Linked DNA regions of Mus musculus: region 2 is linked to region 1. Evidence: chromatin contacts called from public Hi-C data. All regions are on one chromosome and are shown on one strand. The core of a region is the stretch at or near the end of the contact, and the rest is flanking DNA. Distances in the headings are between cores, read along the strand shown. Region 1 overlaps Traf3ip3 (TRAF3 interacting protein 3). Region 2 has its middle 29 kb from the start of Gm31870.

Region 1 (4,715 bases), core at 1,903-4,402:
CTAGTCAAGCATCATTCGTTAATTTATGTATTTTAATGAAGAATTTTGTTTTCAAAAGGATAAAAAGAGAGAAGCGGCATATACAATATACATTTACAATATCTAGCTGAAAAAATAGACAGCTAAACTCTATTTGCTTCTGAATTCAGCCTCTTGTGATTCACTCTTTTAGTTAAAGTGTTTGAAAGAATTCAGTGTCATGGAGACACATGCTGGAAAGGGAGAGGCCTTGCAGATCCCTTGAAAGAGTCTCTAGGAGCTCATGTGTCCAACAGATGATAAGCAGGTTGGTGCCACCAAAGCCTAAGGCAGCAGGAGTGTTGAGGCAGAATGCCAGTCTCCCATGCGCCCAATGCACCTCATTGGTAGGAAGGTTTATGCTTAAAGAAGTGAAACAGGAAGTTACGAAACACTCCAGGAAGTTTGCAGTGACACAGAAGACCACCACTCCCACTTTTCAAGCTAGTCACTGGACCTGGATTCAGGAGTCCCTTTGGTCAGGCCCCTGCTTGCCAAGTCATTTCCACTAGCAGGGAAGGAGCCTGAGCCGGGCAGCTGGGCATGTGAGGTGGTTTCCGGCACAGAGCTAAATTGAGCTCATCTCACGCACCCCTTCAGCAGATACTGAGTGACTTTCAACTCTATGCCAGGACTTCAGGAACAAAACGAAATGGAGCCCTTGCTTTGAAAGACTCACAGTCCAGCAAGGAAGAGTCGCAGCAGATAATGCCAGTGAGACAAGGCTGCAAACGTATGTGCAGCCTGACACAGAAAAAGAGAGTGGCTCTGCCTGAGGTAGAATAAGGCAGGCTGTTTGCAGAGACCTTCTCAGCTGGGCCTTACAGGATGAGCCGGAGCTTACCAGTTCAGAAGCAGCTTGATGCGGAGGAAAAGCAGAAAAGCACTTAGGGAATTAGACTGTTTCCGGGCCAAGGTGTGCAGAGCACTGGGTATAGCCCAAAGCCATGGACAGGAAGGGATCCTGTCTGAACAGCACCACACAAAGACCTCTCTCACAGTTTCAGAACAGGAGACTTGAACCTTTCCGGTTAAGGTTTGTTTCAGATTTAATGAAAAGACACACAAACACGCATAAATACATATTTGTATGTGTGTGTGCATGAGTGTCACAGCGGACATTTTGTTTTGGAACGGCCAAACCATGAAACTGCATACCTCACCCAGGTTGAGAAACCTGCCTGTTTGGAGCAGCTTGTTCACTAGAGAACCGAACAGAAAGGAATGATCTGATCTGTGTTCATAGCTTCTCTAATCAAAGGCCCAGCTGAGTGAGGGGTGGGGCCCTGGAGAAGTCTAGAAAGCCCAGGCCAACTGTGCTTAGTGGGAATGAGGCAGATACTGTAAGAGCTATTCATGTAGATATCAGGAATCTGAGACTGGAGGATTCCAAACTCCAGGCCAGCCTGGGCTATATGTTAAGCCCCTGCCTTCCTTTTTAAGCTATTTCTATCATAAAGTTGGAGGAGGGTGTTATTTTATCCCAGGCTCTTCCCCAGGCTCCAGCTTGGTTCCTCGCTCCCATCTTCCCACCTTTCCCAGGTCTCACACATCACACACACACACACACACACACACTTCTCTTGTTTCTCCCACCCCAAGCTTCTAGCTTCCTGTATTTAAGAAGTCATCCATAACTGTTCACTTGAGAACCCTTACTTCTCCCAAAACAAAACACTTCCAATTCCACCCCTCCTGAGACAACTGCAGTAAGCCATTGGACCGTGGCCTCATTTGATGGTGTTAGGAAAGTAGCTGAATGAATGAGGTCAGACCTGGGACTCAGGCTTAAGCCCAGTGTCTACTTTGTCCTTTCCATTCGGGTCCACATATGAATCTGCAGCTTCTCATGCAAGGATGTTCATGGTAAGATCTACAGGAGAACCCCAGGGTTGGTGCCCCTGAAGACATCCCTAGGAACTGCTGAGAACCCAGAGCTGGGGTCTGGCCACTGGAACAAAAGTAGCTCTGCCTGCAGAGGAAGCAGGAGTGGAGCACTGGGGCTTTAAGTTCTGCAAAGCATAACTGAGATCCTGAGATGACAACACAGAGGGAACAGGCTTCACCCAGTATGCAAGCTGTTAGGGGAGAGATGAGCAGCCATGGGAAGGGGCTTCTGTGGTGAAGGTGTGGCGTTTCTGGAAACAGAGCTGAGGCAGGAGGATCAAACAGTAGCAGGATCTAAAGCCTTGGATCAACACTCTGTGTGTGTGTGTGTGTGTGTGTGTGTGTGTGTGTGGCCTCCTCACTGCCTTCCTCTCCTTTCCAAGATGCTCCAGGCTCCTGGGGTAAGGTCTGTAGCCTTAGAGCTTCTCAGATACTCTAACACAGTCGTCAGCATGGGTAGAGTCAGGGTGCGGGGGCAGGAAATCCTGTGCTCCACTTGCAGCAACGTGAACATGGCTGGGACTTTCCTGCTTGCCTTATGGAGTCTGGGAAGCAGAGCTCTATGTACAAGAGATTTTGTTCATGCCCTAGACTTGGGTGGCAGCCCCTATTCCTACTTGAAAGGGGATACTGTAAATTGTCTTGCATTGCAACATAAATGGAAAAATAATCTGGGGGTTGGCTGAGATACATAAACCCTTGGGAGAGGAAAACACTGAATTGAGCATGATACTACAGAATAGGAAGGTGCCCAGAGGACATTCCAAGGACTCTGTCTGGGGCTTGTGTCCCTTCCACGCTATAAGGAGATGATCCTGGTCTTTAAACTTGGTGGGTTTGGCTGGCTTCTGCACTGTAGATTTTGGGCAAAGAAAAGTGCATGCAGTTAGTGGGAAGACCAACGCAGAGCAGGGCGGGGTGGGGCCAGCTTAGTGTGTTGCCGCCAGACTGACAGTGAACAGGCCCCTCTGGGGAATGCAGCTGTTCTACCTCTTACCCCTGCGCCCGAACAGTGGAAGCCTTTGTCCTTCTCTCTCATTGGTCCCAAGCCCTGTGGTTATTGTAAATGCCAAATCCCTTTCTCTCTGCTCTTTCCCACATGCGGCTGAGAAAAACATTAATAGTAGGAGGCACTTTAGAAAATTGTTTTTGGCAAAGATTTTTGCTTTTGCAAGGCCCAGCTGAATAACACAGGAAGCAGAAAGGGTGGGGGCTCCCCCTGGTCCCTACAGTTAGAAGAATTAAACAAATAAGATCAAACGGGAGCTGTGCGATGCCACTCCCTGTCTTCCCCAGGCACCCGACTCCCAGAAAGGGAGGCCCACCTCATCCCAGACACCCTCTTCCACCCTAGTCTTTTTAGCCATGAGGGCTGGAAGTCAGTTTGACACCAGGAGCCACAACATCCAGGCCTGGAGAAAGGACTCCAAGAGTCCCACAGAACTTGGGTAGACAAGTCAGAGAAGGAATATGAAAACCACTACAGACTAACTGCTCACAGCTCTATCTCTAAAAAACATACTCTCATTACTGACACCCCCACTACTCCAGACAGATGTCCCCTGGGTAAAATTCAAGGCTGGCAAGGGGGGTGTACACAGGTACAAAGATCAGCAAAGTAGGTGAAACGCTCCAATGTATGCAGGTACAAGGATCTTATAGCTGAAATGCTACAAGACTAGAAGCCAGAACTGCACCTCTGCTCATCTTTCTCTGCTTGGTCCTAGATCAAGGGATACCTACCTTAAAGTGCCACGAGGCACCTCAGGACCTGGGGCTCACGGGACGGGGCAGGGACAGACTATTAGGTTGACCCAGCTTCTGAATCGCTCTGTGACTTTCCAAGAGGCCCTCTTACCCCTCCCCGTGTCCACACCTACTCTGTTTCGTATCTGTAGGTCCATTTCTCACTTTTCAAGGAATTTCTCAGGAGTCCTGCCAGATAGGGAGGAACACACACACCAGTAGTCATTCCTCTACAGCCACAGGTTCCAAAGCCTCAGATTCAACCAACATTGGATCGAGTATAACTGAAAGGGGGTGGGGGGGGAAATCCTGTTTTTCTTGTCTTTCTTGTAATTAGTGCCAAGTCCATACGTTATAGCTGACATTTCCATGGTATTTCCAGTGTACTGTGTGTGAGAGTCAGGGACGACTTTAAGCATACAGGAAGATATACATACGCCTTAGATAAAAGTACACATTTACATACAAGAGAGTTGAACATTCTGAGGGGCTCTAGGAACTCTCAGTGGATATGAAGGGTGTGAAATGCAAGGACTGCCATGACAGAAACCTTTGCCCCACTGTCCTGGGCCCTGAAATCAAGGTATCACCAGTACCAGTCTCCCCTCCTGCTGAATGGGCTGCCAACACCCATCTTGTCTTCTGTGGTCTTCCCTCAGTTTAACCTTGTGTTCTGGTCTTGTTTTAGAAAAACACTACCAGACTAGACTAAATTCATTTGACTGCATTTAACTTCATTGAAGGTACAGCCTCTGTCTTAGGGTTTTACTGCTGTGAACAGTCACCATGACCAAGGAAACTCTTATAAGGACAATATTTAATTGGAGCTGGCTTACAGGTTCAGAGGTTCAGTCCATTATCATCAAGGTGGGAACATAGCAGCATGCAGGCAGACATGGTGCAGGAGGCTCTGAGAATTCTACATATTCAACTAAAGGCTTCTAGCAGAATACTGGCTTCGAGACAACTAGGATGAGGGTCTTAAGCCCATGACCACAGTGACAAACTTACTCCAACAAGTTCGCACTTCCTAATAGTGCCACTCCCTGGGCCAAGCATATTTA
Region 2 (5,390 bases), core at 1,971-4,470, 440 kb before region 1:
TGCTTTTCTCCTCTTAAGGAGCAACATATCTCAGAACCAGAGTCAAGCAGCACTAAACCCTCAAATTCTGAGCATCAGAGGAAAGCTCTAGCTTGATCCTATGAAAAGTCATCACCAGTCCTCAAACAGGCACTAAATGCATTTCCAAGGGCTATCTTATTATTAATACTAAACATATCCCTTAGTTAAAAGGTAGGAAATGTCTGAAGGGTAGAGCTAGTAAGGTTCAGCCAGTTCCAATGCCCTGATCATGATAAATGCCAGGTGCTAATGCCTGGGGAATGAGAATACACCCCCAGAAGAGTATGTACAGAAAGTCTTCCAGGTTGGTGACCCCCAAATTAAAAGAGAACAGAAGAGGTCAGCTGTTTCTTCGATAAACAGGGCCAATGCACACAGCTTTCAGCAAGAAACCCACAAGACCACTTTGTCCCAGGTATGTCTGTAGGTGAGTGAGATAAGCCTCCGTGGAATAGAGAGTGATTTGCTTACTTTTTATTCCAAAGGCAAGTTCTAAGAAGAAAGGAAACTACTAAGGATGCCTAGCAAGGAGTCAGTCCATATGTGGAGGTCAGTTTAAGGAGTCAAGACCTGAATTTTCAAGGCCAAGAAGGACAGGTAGACCAGGAATCAAGACATCCAATAGAAACCAAGAGGTCAGGAGCTGATTTTATGTCCATTGGCCTTTCTTCACATGGCAGGGCAGAAAAGCTAGAGGCAAGAACACACTGTGGTCTATAGGTAGACAATCTGGGAACAGGACTTCCTTGTTTCTTTCCCTAAAATGCCTGGGAGCCACTATGACAACTTATATCCCAACTTATATTCCCAAACTTGTTCCTCCCAGAATGGAAAAGCACCCCACTACCTAGAGCCAAGAGTAAACCAAAAAAGAGTAAACAAAACAGAGAGCCAGCAGTGGCCAGATGACAGCAGAGGAAAAGAGAAGGAAGGCAAAGTGGTCCCTGCTCTCCTGAGAGAGGAGGGAGGGAGACGGCTAATACATCACTGGCTGCTGCTGAACGGTTTACAAAAATCCGGTTATATTTTTTAATCATCTTGCATTTTAGACCTTTAAAGTACAAATATGGATTTCAAACATATCAAGGGAACAAATTAACTTAGAAAAATGGTAATGCTTTCCAAGGTTGCACCTGCCACGAATTGCTCCAAGTTTGCATTTTCCCCAGGTCTCTGGTGTGTCATTAGGCCAGATTGATTACGCTCCTCCCCCGAACGGCTTCCCCATTAGAGGGTTATTGTATGGAAATTAATGGAAGGTTGGGAACATTTTTTTGCAGCTGCAGTAGTTGGAGTCAGTTTTGATTAAGCGATAGAAACGCGGCAGACGGGGAGATCTCTTTGCTTTAGCTGCCTTCTTCATTATCACTGAGTCGAGCCGAGCGCTAGCTCTGCTCCCTGTGTGGATCTGTGGCTGCCTTTCTGATGATGCTGTTTACACTAACTCATCCCTGTATTCTTTTTAATGTCTCCCAACTCGATCTCGGCATTAGCGCTCAAATTTGACGGGCAATGTAAAACTACTCTATCTATCCCTCCTTCCCTCTGCATGCCAGGGTCCCTCCTCCCTATACCCCTACTTCAGAGCTGCTCTTTGAAGATGCAAGAATAGGGCTAATATTGTTGTTCTCAACCACTCCATCCTACTTATCCCTTAAGAGAAACTACTGAAGAGCCCTAAAGCAGCAATCAAAGTCATAGCAGCCCCGGGGGACCAAAAGGTGCAAATTGAGCCTTGGACTGGCTGTTCAGCTGTTCAGAGTGCTGAAGAGTGAGAGCTGACAGCTTTCCTCTCCTCTGGACCTGTCAAGAGCTTGCCAACATCCCAGAAAAACTGGAGCTCTAGCAGATTAGGAGTTGATCTGCTTGTCACAAGGGGTCAATGTCAGTCTGCAGCAGTTGAGAGCAACTAGAACTGACAAAACAGGAAGAAAATGATGGAAGACATGGTGCCTGCAGAGGGACTGGAGGCAGGATTGGAGAGTCTATACAGGGTAGGGGTAGGGATGATGTTGCCTTCCCAGCCTGGTCCCTATAGATCTCTTCTTGCTCTTCTTTTCCACATGGTACAGTCTTCTTTCTTTCTTTATTTCTTTCTTTCTTTCTTTCTTTCTTTCTTTCTTCCTTCCTTCCTTCCTTCCTTCCTTCCTTCCTCTCTCTCTCTCTCTCTCTCTCTCTCTCTCTCTCTCTCTCTCTCTCTTTTTTTCTATTTTTTCCTCTCTCTTCTATTTTGTAACTTTAGAGCATCTCTGCCAGGTATTGTACTAGATGCTGAAGCCGAAAAATGACAAAGTTGGATAGAGAAGGCCAATATGTAAACAATGACAACAAAATAAATGATTTGTGAAGCACTGATAAGTCCTCCATCGATATATTTAATTGCTTTGGGAAAACAGCAAAGTAAACAAACTGGATCTAGATCTGCCTGTCTCTAGATCTAGATCTGCCTGGATCTAGAAAGAGGGAAGAGGAGAGGAGATAGTCCAGATGAGGCAGCCCTACAACTGGTGGTACAGAATGTGGAATTCTGGGGGAGAGGCCAGCATGAGTTAAAGGGCAGAAGATAAAGGCATGCACACACAGAGAACAGTGCTCTTGTGGTTAGCTGGGATGTTCAGAGCAAACAGTGATGGGAGAAGATGAGAGTAAAGAACCAGAGATTGATAGTGAGCAAGGCACATTAAGAACCTGGAATGGAACAGTGAAGACTCTGGGGGCCCTGGAGGGATTTTAGCTAACACTAATTTACTAACTTGGAAAGTTTTAGTAACATCATTACTATGCTGTTTTAGAAAGTGCACACTAACAGTGGGGTAAGAGAGAGACAGATGTCATGGGAGCTCATACCAGAGCAGAAGGTTGGGGTAAGTACTCACAAAACCTCTAAAATCCTCCGACCAAAAGAAGGTCCAAACTTGTCATAAACCAATCCCAGAATCCTCTATGCCAAGGACATGTTTTAAAAGTTAACTTTTAAGAACCACACATGTCATTCTTTAGTAAGTTTCTAGACATGACTGAATAACACTCTCTGCCTCTAGCTAGTGAGGACAAGGGTCAACCTAAAATAGATATTTGCCAGTGGTCAAGATTGGACTCTTGGTTCCCAGCATGATTGATGCTTCTAGGACAACCTCCAAGTGGGTCACACAGCCCACACCGCCAACCTATGAATCATCTCCTTAATCCAGGGAGAAAATTAGCCTCAGCCTTTGAAGAGTGACGTCTGCCCCTGAGCTACAGTCCTTCTGCTGAGCAAGAACAGGCCTGATTTCCCTCTCTGAGACTCAGCTTCTGTTTAGGGAACATTTACATTCCCCAAATCTGCCCCACTCCTGCTGGGCACCTACTCAGATCACTTCCTTATCACAGAGCCTATGTCTCAGGCCCCCACCTTCCACACCAGCCATACTGGGATAAGCAGCTGCCTCGGAGAAAACCTGGGGTTACAGAAAAAAGCAACAGCCAATTGACCGAAGCTATCTCACATTCCGCCTGCTTTAAGCAGGCTGGGGATTAACTGCGGACAGCTCCGAAATGATATAGTAGGAGGCAATTTCTCTTTTCCCTCATGGGCAGCCACCTTCCACCTGGCAGAGTAATCCTCAAGGCTGGTTTGGGAATGCAGCTCATCTAGGTTCCTTTAATAGCCTTAAAGGGACAAGCTGCTTTACCAAGGTCGAGGATTTATGACCCTGATAGCAACCTCTAGAGGAAAGTAGGAAGCATGCAGCTCAGGGCTCTCCTTCCCATCCCACGAGACATTCAGCTATAAATTCCTCTCTCTCTCTCTCTCTCTCTCTCTCTCTCTCTCTCTCTCTCTCTCTCTCTCTCTCTCTCCTCTCCTCTCCTCTCCTCTCCTCTCTCCTCCCTCTCTCCTCTCTCTCCTCTCCTCTCCTCTCTCCTCTCTCCTCTCTCCTCCTCTCTCCTCCTCTCTCCTCTCTCCTCTCTCCTCTCTCCTCTCTCCTCTCTCCTCTCTCCTCTCTCCCCTCTCCCCTCTCCCCTCTCCCCTCTCCTCTCTCCTCTCTCTCTCTCTCTCTCTCTCTCTCTCTCTCTCTCTCCTCTCTCCTCTCTTCCTCACTCTTTTCTGTCTCTTTCCACACACATTAGAATAGTAAAAAGTCTGACAAAATGCCTGAAGACTCACAAGTATTGTTGCAAGAGTGAAGTTGAGGCTATTTTGTCCCCTGGAGAGCCTGGGGTGCTTACCCTGGGTTTAGTTGCTCAAGTGAACTGCCACCTACTGCTTTGAAAAGCACATGATGCCAGGTCAAAGTGCCTCACAGGTTGAAGAAATGGCTGTTTTGGAAACAGGACTATAATTATACCAAGTTTATGAAAGACCTCACAGTTGAACACCCATCCCTGATCCCACTTGGGGTGCCTGTTCTATACAAGATCAGAGCTCAGTGAGCATTAAGGGCACGGGGTGGGGGGCTGATTAAGATTCTGGAAGGAAAAGACAAGGTCATGTGTCAGCAGCCTTCTACTACAGACAAGGGTATGGGTGTAGGTAATACTGGGCAGCATCATGATGAATGTCCAGTCTTTAGCCATCAGCCAGCTGAGCTACAGAGTGCAGATCTGGCCACACTGAGTGTTAAGTACTAGATTTCAAGGAGAGCAGATCCCTAAGATGCCAGATGGGTCAGCAGGGAATATGATGAGGGCAGTTTAGGAATTCAGATAAATGATTGATTTCTAACTGCCATAAAGATCCTTTGATATTTCAATAACCCCCTAGATCAAGTAACAACACTAATTGGTCATGAACTAGAGCCAAAGTTAAGCAGGCATCAGATGATCAGGTGAGTTGATCTAAAGGGGCAGTAGGAAGAGCCATCACCAGGGGCTAGAAAGGACAAGAGCCAGTCTGTGCCAGGAACAGGTACCCAATCAGAATCACAGACTTGGATTTTAGAACTGACTCCATCTCTTTCTATTAACCCTGGGACGTTAGATAAAACAAATATGGCCGATACAATGTGGAATGAAGAAGCACTGCAGTGCAAGACAGGCAGGCTCAGACCAAGGAAGGCTGTGCCAAGCCCAGAGATGTGAATCTGAAAACCACACCAGAAAGAAGGCAATAACACCAGAATCACAGGGTAATAATAATGTCAGAGGAGGCAGACTTTGAGCTCCTGGGCATCATGTCCCTGAGTAGATGTTTGGCTAGAGATTTAAACACCGTTGTTGTCACGTGCCCAGAAGGAAAATGCCACCAGCAACATTTAACAGCCCTGGTTTAATAATAAATCACCATGGCACAGAAAATGGAGTAAGGGGTGAAAAACAATAGATTATTTGTTTTGGCTTCTTTTTAAGAAATGAATTTGAGTTGTGGGTGTATCTGAGAAGATGGAGGG

What was found. A called contact is a pair of places that touch in the nucleus more often than the background predicts.
Region 2: a Hi-C map of rod photoreceptor shows a contact between it and region 1, with 4 times the contacts expected there. The contact joins two enhancer-like sites. A contact is called at or near these places in 1 of 484 Hi-C or Micro-C datasets (rod photoreceptor) and 1 of 9 other capture datasets (pancreatic islet).

What each region holds. Positions count from the first base shown.
Region 1 is chr1:193,187,683-193,192,397 of GRCm38.p6, reverse strand. All of the region lies in intron 8 of Traf3ip3 (TRAF3 interacting protein 3), which reads left to right. Among named protein-coding and RNA genes, the nearest start is that of Traf3ip3, 12 kb to the left of the region's middle. Within about 2 kb of position 3,152, at least 190 of the 459 cell types and tissues checked have an H3K27ac peak or open chromatin away from gene starts, as enhancers often do. A contact at or near this core is called in rod photoreceptor, where this site is marked.
Region 2 is chr1:193,623,576-193,628,965 of GRCm38.p6, reverse strand. No RefSeq gene overlaps it. Among named protein-coding and RNA genes, the nearest start is that of Gm31870, 29 kb to the left of the region's middle. Within about 2 kb of position 3,220, at least 22 of the 459 cell types and tissues checked have an H3K27ac peak or open chromatin away from gene starts, as enhancers often do. A contact at or near this core is called in rod photoreceptor, where this site is marked.